2 separate regions of the Zea mays genome follow, and region 1 is linked to region 2. Evidence: chromatin contacts called from public Hi-C data. All regions are on one chromosome and are shown on one strand. Each heading gives the region's core, a stretch centred on a gene start, on an enhancer-like site or on the middle of the called end of the contact. The rest is flanking DNA. Distances are from core to core; before and after follow the strand shown. Region 1 holds the start of LOC103647398 (malonyl-CoA decarboxylase, mitochondrial). Region 2 holds the start of LOC100501140 (AUGMIN subunit 5).

The links. A called contact is a pair of places that touch in the nucleus more often than the background predicts.
Region 1: a Hi-C map of endosperm shows a contact between it and region 2, with 2.4 times the contacts expected there. The contact joins the promoter of LOC103647398 here to the promoter of LOC100501140 in region 2. A contact is called at or near these places in 3 of 25 Hi-C or Micro-C datasets (ear, endosperm and leaf).

What each region holds. Positions count from the first base shown.
Region 1 is chr2:183,721,935-183,727,503 of Zm-B73-REFERENCE-NAM-5.0, forward strand. It overlaps LOC103647398 (malonyl-CoA decarboxylase, mitochondrial), which reads right to left and starts at 1,477. Exons shown (of 13, transcript XM_035965409.1): 1 at 788-1,477; 2 at 544-688; 3 at 362-452. The coding sequence starts at 1,317.
Region 2 is chr2:183,591,671-183,597,730 of Zm-B73-REFERENCE-NAM-5.0, forward strand. It overlaps LOC100501140 (AUGMIN subunit 5), which reads right to left and starts at 1,649. Exons shown (of 10, transcript NM_001195943.1): 1 at 1,070-1,649; 2 at 1-252. The coding sequence starts at 1,521.

The sequences.
Region 1 (5,569 bases), core at 227-2,726, 130 kb after region 2:
CGATTGCTGCACTCAACATCTTAACCACAAACAGTATAGATGCAAACATGCAGTCATACACTAATTTCGCCCTAATAGAAAATTATTATTTTTTAGATGATGGGAAAATTGATACATATTAGGATAAGGTGAACCTATAAACTAGATATCTGCATTAGATTAGGCACATTTGCAGAGTTACTTACAAAACTAGATTAGCTTGTAGCATGACTAGTAACAGTAGCCAGCAATACTCTAGAAGTTCAGAAAGCCACGACCAGTAAACAGACATTTTTGGCTTCACCGGCTTCTAGCTCTTCCATGTAAAGTATCAAAGAGCCCGAGCTGTTTGCATCTATGCCAAATGGGATCTCAATCCTACCTGGTATTGCTGGATGGAAGTACCCAAAGCATCGGCGACCAATGCCCAATCTTCTCTTCAAGTCTATCAGATTCCTGATTGGATGTACGGCCTAAATAATTGAACTCAAAACCATCAGTTGAAACACCGTAGTAACAATTCATGCTGCACCAAGCCAAATGAACGGGGAGCCGGTCACAAACTTCATATGCCACAATCTTCTCTAGCAACGAGGCAGGATCATCCCAGGTTATCTGGTGGAGCGTCAATGCAGCAGGACTAAGCCAAGTCACCAGTTTCTCCTTCAAGTACGAGTCCAGAGCCCGCAGCGCTGAAACGTTCTCCTCTCTGCATTGTAAAATTGAGATCAGACAGGGTCCCAGGCACCACAAATCCCCAAGTTTCTCGTAATGAAAATAAGGCAGTGTTAATTGCAATCAATCTCACCCCAGCAAGGCGAGGAGATCGGCACGGAGCACGGCGAGGAGCTTGAGCCCACCTGGCTGCGCGTTCATGGCCTCAAGGAATCCGGCGTACCGGGGCCGGAGTGCATCCCGGAGCCCCCTCTCCATCCGGTACAGGGCCGACGCGGCGCCCTCCTTCCCCTCCTCCGCCTCCACGTCATCCACGCCTGATGGTTCGGCGGAGGTGACGCTCATGTACTGTTTCATGAGATCCCGGACACGCGCGCGGGGCACATCGTAGTCGACGGCGAGGGAACGGAGGACCTCGCGGCGCCCGACAAGGTCGAGGGAGCGGTACCCATCGGAGAAGCTGTCGAGCGCCGCGGGGGGCGGGGAGGCGGCGGAGGCAGATACGTGGAGCCAGTGGCTGACGGAAGCCACAAGCGGGGCGGCGGGGTCGGGGTCCGTGGGCGGCGGCGGAGGGGTCGGCGGAGGCGGGGAGGAGATGGGATTGGGCTGCATGCGGGCGCGGAGGACGACGGCGAGCGACTTCGATATGTTGTGTCTTGTCATGTGACGCAGCCGTGGTCGTCGCTGGCGAGGCGGCTGAAGGCCGGAGCCAGGGAGGGTGACGGCGCCGGTGGTTGCGTTTTCGCGGGCGGTGCCGCCGTGCCGCGGTGCCAACTTTTGCGGTTGGGTTCGGCCGGTGACCGGTAGGTGTCGCGCTGTCTCCAGCAACGTCCACTAAATTTGATCCTCTAAAGAAATATTCTTTGTCCTTTACAGCACTCTCTAATAAGGCGTTTGGTTTGAGGAATGAGCTAATCCATCATCTTCTCATTCCTCACTATTTTTGTTTGGTTTGTGGAATGGAATGAGTTGATGCATCACCACCTCATTCCTCATAGTTAGTTAGTTAGTACTAATATGAGTAATGGGGTCATCCCACCAAATTTGAGGAATGAACTCATGATGCATCACCTCAATTTGAATGTAGTGATTCCTTAAACCAAACATCTCATAAAACATTCTATACTCTATATCTTCTTCATCTCCAGCAATATCCCCTAAATTCCATCCTCTATATCAACAGTGTACTAGATTTGACATTCTATATTATTTTTTACTACTCGTCACCACGTGAGCGTACATGCACAAAAAAGGTGTACAGTGTATAGAGCACCCTCTACAGATAGATAGAGACGCATGCCATCCTCTAAATTTTAGAGGACGCTTTAGAGTTCCTTACTTTCGGCGTTTCGGGACCGGAGGGTCCCTGGGCCGATAAGTGAAATGTCGCCGCGTGCCCCAGCCCAGATGGGTCGGCGCGAGACGAGGCGCGAAGGGGGGAAGAACAGGCGGCCGGAGTGAGAGAGAGAGGTGGAAATCCCGCGGCCTTCGTGTTTGTCCCGTGCCCGGGTCGGGTGTGCTTGCAGTAGGGGGTTACAAGCGTCCACGCGGGAGGGGGAGCGAGCGGCCTCACGCGAGCGCCTGTCCCGTCCTCTTCCCCGCGCGGCCAACCCTCTGTAAGAGGGCCCTGGTCCTTCCTTTTATAGGCGTAAGGAGGGGATCCAGGTGTACAATGGGGGTGTAGCAGAGTGCTACGTGTCTAGCGGAGGAGAGCTAGCGCCCTAAGTACATGCTATCGTGGCAGCCGGAGAGGTTTTGGCACCCGGTTCATGTGGTGTCGTGGCCGTCGAAGGAGCGCTGGAGCCTGGCGGAAGGACAGCTGTCGGGGCTGTTGAGTCCTTGCTGACGTCCTCTTGCTTCCGTAAGGGGGCTGAGAGCCGTCGTCGTCATAGAGCGTGCGGGGTGCCATCATTACTTGTCTGGCGGAGCGAGCCAGATGGGACGCCGGTCTTGTTCCCCGTAGCCTGAGCCAGCTTAGGGTAGGGTAATGATGGCGCCTCCTGTTGACGTGGTAGGTCCGCGCCCTAGGTTGGGCGATGTGGAGGCTCCTCCGAGGTCGAGGTCGAGTCTGTCTTGCGTGGCCGAGGTCGAGTCCGAGCCCCTGGGTCGGGCGAGGCGGAGACCGTCGGCTGAAGCCAGGGCTAAGTCCGAGCCCTGGGGTCGGGCGAAGCGGAGTTCGTCGTCTTCTGGGCTGAGCCCAAGTCAGAGCCCTGGGTCGGGCGGAGCGGAGTTTGCCGTCTTCCGGGGCTGAGCCCTAGTCCGAGCCCTAGGTCGGGCAGAGCGAAGTTCGCCGTCTTCCGGGGCTGGGCCCAAGTCCGAGCCCTGGGTCGGGCGGAGCGGAGTTCGCCGTCTTCCGGGGCTGAGCCCGAGTCCGAGCCCTGGGTCGGGCGGAGCGGAGTTTCCTATGGTGCCTGAGGCCGGGCCTGACTGCCTGTCAGCCTCACTCTGTCGAGTGGCACAGCAGTCGGAGCGGCGCAGGCGGCGCTGTCCTTCTATCAGGCCGGTCAGTGGAGCGGCGAAGTGACTGCGGTCACTTCGGCTCTGTCGACTGGAGGACGTGTGTCAGGATAAAGGTGTCAGGCCGCCTTTGCATTAAATGCCCCTGCGATTTGGTTGGTTGGCGTGGCGATTTGGCCAGGGTTGCTTCTTGGTGAAGACTGGGCCTCGGGCGAGCCGGAAGTTCGTTCGTCGCTGGAGGGGGGCCTCGGGCGAGATGGAGATCCTCCGGGGTCGGCTGCCCTTGCCCGAGGCTGAGCTCAGGCGAGGCGTGATCGAGTCCCTCGAATGGACCGATCCCTGACTTAGTCGCACCCGTCAGGCCTTTGCAGCTTTGTGCTGATGGGGGTTACCAGCTGAGAATTAGGAGTCTTGAGGGTACCCCTAATTATGGTCCCCGACAGTAGCCCCCGAGCCTCAAAGGGAGTGTTAACACTCGCTTGGAGGCTTTTGTCGCACTTTTTTGCAAGGGGACCAGCCTTTCTTGGTTGCGTTTTGTTCCGGTGGGTGCGCGCGAGCGCACCCGCCGGATGTAGCCCCCGAGGCCTCACAGGAGTGGTTTGACTCCTCCGAGGTCTTAATGCCTCGCGCAATGCTTCGGCTGGTCTGGTCGTTCCCTCATGCGAGCTGGCCGTAGCCCGGGTGCATGGTCGGGTCCCAAGTTCTCGGGCTGGTAAGTTGACGCTGTCAACGATTTGGCCAGAGCCGGGTTTGCGAGAGCAGCCCCCGAGCCTCTGCACAGGGCGAGAGGACGGTCAGGGACAGACTCGACTTTTTTACATACGCCCCTGCGTCGCCTTTCCGCAAGGAGGAGGGGGGAAGCGCCATGTTGTCCTCGAAGGGCGCCGAACATGGTGTCTCCGGTGAGCTGCTGGCGGGTAATCCGAGCGGACGTCCGTGCCCCATTTGTTAGGGGTCGGCTAGAGGCCCAGAGGCGCTCCCAAAAGTACCTGCGGGTGATCTGCCGGACCCGGTCCCCTGTCGACGGGGTCCGAGGGCTCGATGCCTCCCTCTGATGGGATTCCATTACAAGATCGTTCCCGCTGGTCTCGGAAATGTCCTAGGGTACCTCGGGAGCGTAGCCCGAGCCTTGGTTATGTATCGAACGTACCCAGGGTCATCCCTCGCTCTATGTCTGAGGCGGATGTGAACCCTTCGAGGGCCAGCCTTCGAACCCCTGATCAGTAGTGGGCGCGGAGCCCGAGTGGCCTGAGGCAGCCGTTGAACCCTTCCGAGGGGCCGGCCTTCGAACCTCTGACCAGTAGTGGGTGTGGAGCCCACGCGCTCTGAGGCGGCTGTTGAACCCCTCCGAGGGGCCAGCCTTCGAACCCCTGATCAGTAGGGAGGCTCGGAGCCTGTTTCCTTCACGGGGAAGGATCCTTTTTGGGGTATCCCCCTTTCCCGGTCCCTGTTGTAAGAGAGAGAAAGAGGAAAAGGAAAAGGATACGAAATCGAATGACGCAGCGTACCTTTTTGGACGCGGTCGTTATGGCGAAGGCGAAGCGTCGCTTGCTTCTCCTGCCAGAGGCGCCGCCTGTCCCGCCGCGGAGTTAATGCGACGGAGTGGGCGGTTCGCGGGGTGGCCGTTGCGCGTGCGCGAGCCGTTCGAGGAACGGAACACAGGCGCGCCGTCTTCACGCCGTGAGAGAGGGTTCTCTCACTGCCCCAGGATGGGACGTGGGCTTGTCTGACGACGTGACCGCTGCTCCTGCCCGCCTGCCACCGCCATTACTGCCGGCCCATTTTTGGCCGTATTGACCATCGCGCCTGGCTGGCACTGTTGGGTCGTACGCAGGGTTGCCTCGAGTCGCGGTACTGGTTCCGCAGTCGAGGAGGCGTGGCAGTGGTGCGAGTGGCGGTGCAGTTGCTTGCACGTAGCGACCGGCGCGCCGGTGGCGTGACGCGTGGGCGTGGGCCCCCGTGCTGGGTGCGTTGGAAGTCGGAGGGACGCGCCCACTTGGCGCGGTTGCATGCCGCCTGCATGGCTGCCCGCCCTTTCGCCCGCTGGTCTGGGCAAAAGCGGAGGAATGCTCGTAACCGTTGGGCGGTTGCATGCACCGCGCGCGGCGGTTTGGCTTCTTCTGCTCTGGGCCAGCTTGCATGACGCGTGGGACCCAGCCCCCGCGCCGTAGGGGGAGGACCTTGGAGCGTGTTGGAGAAGACTCAGCCCACGACGGCTGGGGACGCAAGTAGGGAGAGTCGCCTTTAAAAGGAGGGTGACCCCCTTGGAAGGCGACCATGTCTTCGCGCTCCCTTATGCATCGTGTCTTTCCACCTTCCGGGCCCCCGGATGGGGGACACCCGCAATCCTTCCGCCTTGTCGTTGGAGGAACGCAACTCCGGGGGAGTTGGTACCTTTCAGCCATCGTTCGGCTTCAAGGATTTTCATCACGCGGCCCGGCTGCACCCCTCCGCCGGT
Region 2 (6,060 bases), core at 399-2,898:
CTTTCACCTGCAGTTTCTAAAAGATCCTCTGGCAATCTATTGCTTTTGATAGTCGATGGGTAAAGATCATCTCTATCACTCTGCAATTGCATATCCACAAGAGCACCTGTAGCTCCAGCCACGCCTATACTTGATCTTCGCACGTCCCTTGCTTGGTTAACGAACTGATGTAGCCGGCGCTGGTATTCAGCAAATATTTTGTGCGCTTCATCGCATTGCTGTTCATATGCTTGGAGCATAACTTGCTTGTGCCTATTTTTAATTTTTTAAAAAAAATGTCAATTGTTGTAGATCTGCTACAAGCACACCATCACCACTTGGCACAATTTATATAAAGAAATAAGTGAAATTGCAAAGGATGGCGGGAGAAACACAAATGCAGTATCAGTATCACTTATTGTTTTCAAATAGATCATGTTAATGCTGACCATAAAACAACTATACCACCAACATTGACGCCGACTGCCTCTGTGTGTGAGCTCAACGGCCTTTTAACATGCTAGGAGTTGGGTATGACTTCTCATATGTCAGCAGGCTTACTACTAAGAATTTCATGGCTTATTAATGCAACAAGCCAACAAACACATAGAAATATGAATTTATTAGCACTTAAAAACTTTCAAAGGGATTGTCATCAGATGTTGGTATATGCACAAACACTGATTCCAGATGTAGACAATTGATAGGAATAGGAATATAAAGATAGTATTTGTTTTTTTACTAATGAAGGAACATCAAACTGAGTAGATTGTATAGATGGCGTTTTACTATGTGCCATCTTCTGGATTTCATATATCTGAAAACCCCTTTGTTCACACAAAAGTATAGTCCGTTCACAGCAAAGTATATTCCTATCAAACTAGGATTAACAATGATGTCAGCTTCCAAGCAATCATATCAATACAACGTGCACCATTATTTTTATTAGTGGAATAGTTACAGCCAGGAGCACCTACATCTTTTGTGCCATTTCTGAGAAGATTTTGTAAGCCCCAAAACTGAATACAAGGATGTAGCAACAATTAAATCGCCTAGAAGAACCCCACAATTCTGCTATAGTTTCAGGTACCTGGCATTGGAGCGCTCACCGAGGACGCGCTTGCGCTCCGCCTCCTCCCTGGCGACCTCCGCGATGCGCGCGCGAAGCTCCTTGCGCTGCCTCCTCACGATCCCACGCAACCGCTCGGCCTCCTCAGCGGCGAGGTCCCGCTCCCTCGCCTCGGCCTCCCTGGCCGCAGCGTCACCCGCGCCCGCCCCCATCGCTCCGCCCTCCCGCGCCCGCCGGGCCGCGACGCCGTGGACGAGGATATTGCGGCGCGCGGTGGCGACGGTTCGCTCGGAGCGGACGCGGCGGAGCAGGAAGGACCAGACGGGGATCATGTTGCCCCGGCAGATCTTGCGGAGCTGATCCGGTGCAGGAGGGGCCGAGGGGTACCCCATCTCGTCCTGCAGCCACTCGATGATGGCATCCGGGGAGACGCCTCCGGGGCCGCTACCCCCCGAGACGGAGGACGCGGGCATCGCTGCCGGCGGTCGCGCAAACCCTAGCCACGCGGCGCTCGATCTGGGGAGAGGGGATTGGGGTAGGGGAGGGTGGCTAGTGGCGGTAGAGGGAGGGAGTGCGAATGTTTTTTTGAAACTTTCTTGTGGGTTTGCGTTGGATCTGTCCGCTTGAACGGCGCTGGCCGGCTGTTTGCCAGTCGAGGTCGAGGACGGCCGTTGCGGGTGAGAGCCCTGTGTGAGTGTCAGTGTCGCTGCCGTGTGTCAGTGGACCATGGCACCTCTCTTTATTTTCTAGACAATTCAGAAATTATACTAATCCATTTTCATTTGGATATATTGAAGATATTAAAATTAAATTAGATCAAATATCAAATCTGTTAGTATTGGAAGTGAGTTTCAAATCATTTTTGTTTGAATGTATATGACTTACCATTCCATCCAATACCTAGAGTTTTGGCTCTGAATTAGACACTTTTTAGTTCAAGTACAATTCCAAAGAATTGAGCTTTAATTTCAGCTCTGAATTCTTTAGTAAGCCAAAAACAGGAATTCAGAATTCATGATTCCAATTCCCAATTTCATTATTAAATATCTACATCCAAACAGGGTATTATGTGTCACTAGATCCACATGTCATACATAAAAAAAATATCTCCTAAATATTATTCAATGACACATAAGTGACGAATATAAAATCCAATGGCATCTAGAAGATTTTTCTACGGGTGTCGGCTCTTCAATGGGTCTCTATCCTCGACAAAAGAAACATTATCACATTATTTTATATGACATTAACGGACACACTACATCCAATAACAATACATCACAAATAAATCTAAGAAAAAACATTATAATCATTCAAAACAATAAAAAAAGTAACACGTGGACTGGTGGGCAGGACAGCTGGTGGCTGATCGTTTAGGTTGTGTGGATGGGTGCTTAAAAGAGTTGTGAGATGTAGGATTAGTTGTTGGGCATATGGTATATTGGGCTGCACAGTGATTTTACTGCGTAAATTTTACCCATACGTATCTGGTTTGGATTATGCTTTTCCATACTCATACCCACCATATCCAATATGTGAATAATTTCTCCTAAATTTATATCCATGGGGATTAAAATCTTCACATACTCTAAGCTTAATAGAGGAATTATACATGGATTAACGGGTATCGGGTCTGCATTGGCACCTCTAAGTATACCTAACTCTCTAGTGATACACACCATCGGCAAAATCTACCCTCTTCTTTCCAAGATTATTGTTAAAGGGTGTTTGGTTCTGGGGACTAAAGTTTAGGCCCCTTTGAAATGTAGAAATTCTAAAGAAATCATACAGGAATTATTTATTTTTTAGGAAAAACATAGGAAATAACATTCCAAATAGGGCCTTAGTACGTATCACATGACATGTTTGAAAAGTTATTACGAGTATTAAATAGTCTAATTATAAAATTAATTACATAGGTGGAGACTAAACAATGAGATAAATTTATTAAGCCTAATTAATACACGGTTAGCAAATGTTTACTGTAGCATTATATGATCAAATCATAAACTAGTTAGGTTTAATAAATTTATCTTATCATTTAGTCATCATTTGTGTAATTAGATTTATAATTACATAATATTTAATATTTATGACCGGCATTCAAACATCCGATATGATATGGACTAAATTTTAATCTCTACTACTTATAAGTTAGCAATAGTAGTCTGCCTTTTTGTGTTCTGCCATTTTGCGATCTCAGCCGTCCATTCTACCTTTCTACAATCTCAGCCGTCCAATCCCGCACACCAGTTTTCCGCGCGCAGAAAAAAAATCAAACTGTGGCTGCCTAGGGATCGAACCTTGGATCTATTAAGTAGAATGCATAGCCTTCCACCCTCTACCAACATGACTCATGTTGAATTGTGTACAACTTCAACTAAAACGTCTTTTGTGTTTAACCCACCGTCCACTCTGTATGCTAACTGAGTCTAGAAAAACATTTATAGCTTGGCCCCTGATCTTTCTGGAATTTGGGACGCAGTCCAGGAAAATAAAGAAAATAGGGAAAACGAGTTTAGAAATTGATTTTTAGTTTAAAAATAATTGCAGAAACCCATTTAATTCATGGAAATTTCATATTAAATCCAAATGAGTTCATTCCAATTTCTATAATACCTCTGTTTTGTCATGAAAACAACAATAAAATTGATTTCCTAATTAATCATATATCAAATACATAGAAACTTTGGAAATTCGTAACTTCCCCATTTTAATTCCAAATTGAATCATTCCAGTTGTGTTAGTCTCGTATGAATATTTACTACGCAGTAACAACATTGATTATACCATGTTTCATACTTTTATAATTAGATATTTATTTATCCTATGTTAATTGGGTTAATCTATGTCTATTAGATTAATTTATTTAATATATTAATATAGTATTCTAACTTTGTGGTTATACGATGTTTGACCATTAGTCTTGCAAACACACACTTACCTTTTTGTTTAAGCAAAAGCGTATGGTGGTACGTGTCCAATGACTAACGATGTACGAGAGAATTTCTTCCGGTATGTGTGAAACGTGCTCTCCAATAATGAGATCATACAAATCGTGATATATATCAAAGTTTGCATGATACTGATGGTTGCAATGTAGTGGTGAAACAGATAGATTATAAATAACAAAATTTATGTATGGCCAGAATCACAAATTGATTATGAAACATTTTCTCATAACGGTATAACACATATTTTGTATATAAGTTATCGTAGTATACTGGTGTAACGCCCTGAATTTGGGGGTAGAATTTTTTCTTCTTTTCTCTCACCAAATTCGGGCGTTACTCTCTTTTCTCTTTCTTGTTTCGCTTCTTCTTCCCAATTTCAAAACCAGTATAGCGACAGGTGTCCGTGTCATGTATAAACCAAAACCTAAGTGTCATGGGTGTTGCATCATGCCGAAGCACATTTCTTTGTCTGATGTTGAGTGTTCGTCTCGTTCCGTTCCGGATTTCGGTTCGCGATTTAATTCCGTTTAGTGGTCCGCGCTCGTCGTGGGTTTTCGATCCGCGAAGTGGCCCGGCCCAGCCTAGCCCAGTCCAGCCCAGCCCAGCCGGCCCGACCCGCCCCGGCCTGCGCGCCCCTGGCGCCCAAACCCCCTATGCGCCCCCCTCCCCTCTCTCTCTCTCATTTGGATCTCCCGCGCAACAACCTCTCCTCTCCCTCTTCCACCTCTCTCTCCCCGTGGTGCCCTAGGATTTGGAGACGGCGATCACCGGATTTTGGACCCCGAGGTGAGCTCCCCTCCCCTTCCCTTCTCTCTCTCTCTCTCCCTCCTCTTCTTCCCCCCCCCCCCCCCCCCGCGCCCTCCCTCTCCCCCTGCCCGCGCGCGACCCCCGCTCGGCCCCCTCGGCGCGGCCCCCGCCCGGCCTCCTCGGCGCGGCGGCGCGGCCCCCGCTCGGCCCCTTGGCGCGGTGGCGCGGCCCCCGCCCGGCCTCCCTCCCAGGCGGCGCTCGGCCCCACCCCCTGCCCCGCCCCCGCCCCCGGCGGCGCTCGGCCCCGTCCCCGCCCCTCCCCCGCGCGCGGCGGCGCCCGCCCCTTCCCCGGCCGCGGCGGCGTCCGCCCGCCCCTGCCCGGCCCCGCGGTGGCGCTCCCCGCCCCTGCTCGGCCCCCGGCGGCGCTCGGCCCGCTCCCTGCCCCTCCCGCGGCGCGGCGAGCCCCGCTCGCCCGCGCGCGCCCGCGCGCGGCTCGGCCGCCCGCCTCCCGGCGAGCTCGGCCGCCCCTGACCGGTTCAACCGCCCCGGCCCCGGCCCCGGCCCCGGTCGCCCTGCCCCCGTCCCGGCCTCGCCCGACCGTGTCCCCGCTCGCCCGCGCTCGCGGTGATTATTTGTTAATTAGCGTGTTGCGTCGCGCGCTTTGCCGCGCGACGGATTTGTCTAATTTCATATTCTATCTGTGTGTTGCGTCGTGCGCTTCGTCGCGCGACGATCCATTTTTGTTTCAGGTTGTTTAAGGTGTAACGACGCGTGTGTATTCACGCGACGTTCCACTTTGGACTCAGTTTAGTCGACGTATGCCGTCGTGCGTTTCGTCGCGCGACGCTTAACGTCTCCTCATAACTAAGGCGAAGTGTCTCGTTGCGTGCTCGGTCGCGCGATGAGTCGTTAACTTCTTAATTTGTTTTAGAGAGCTTTGTCGCGCGTCTCGCCGCGCGACCATCCTTTTATTTATCTCCACCTGCTTATAATAATTAGACATGAAACATGACTTTACTTTACGCTAAACATAGTGTCTACATTAAATTTCCTTCCATTAAGCGAGTGGTTAATTTATAATCATGTAACGTGATCGTTTCTCGACTGTCTTTTCCTCTTTCTCTCTTAACCGTACTCGCGAGCCCGCGTGGAACGTCTGTTTACTTATTGCATTCTATTGTATGGTGTACTGTTCTTTGGTATTAAATATGTGGATGTATGTATGTTTGCGCTCGCATAGAGAACGATCCGGTTGAAGAGCCCGAGGAACTCGCAGGAGAAGCCCCTGAGCAGCAGTCGGTTGGTGGAGGC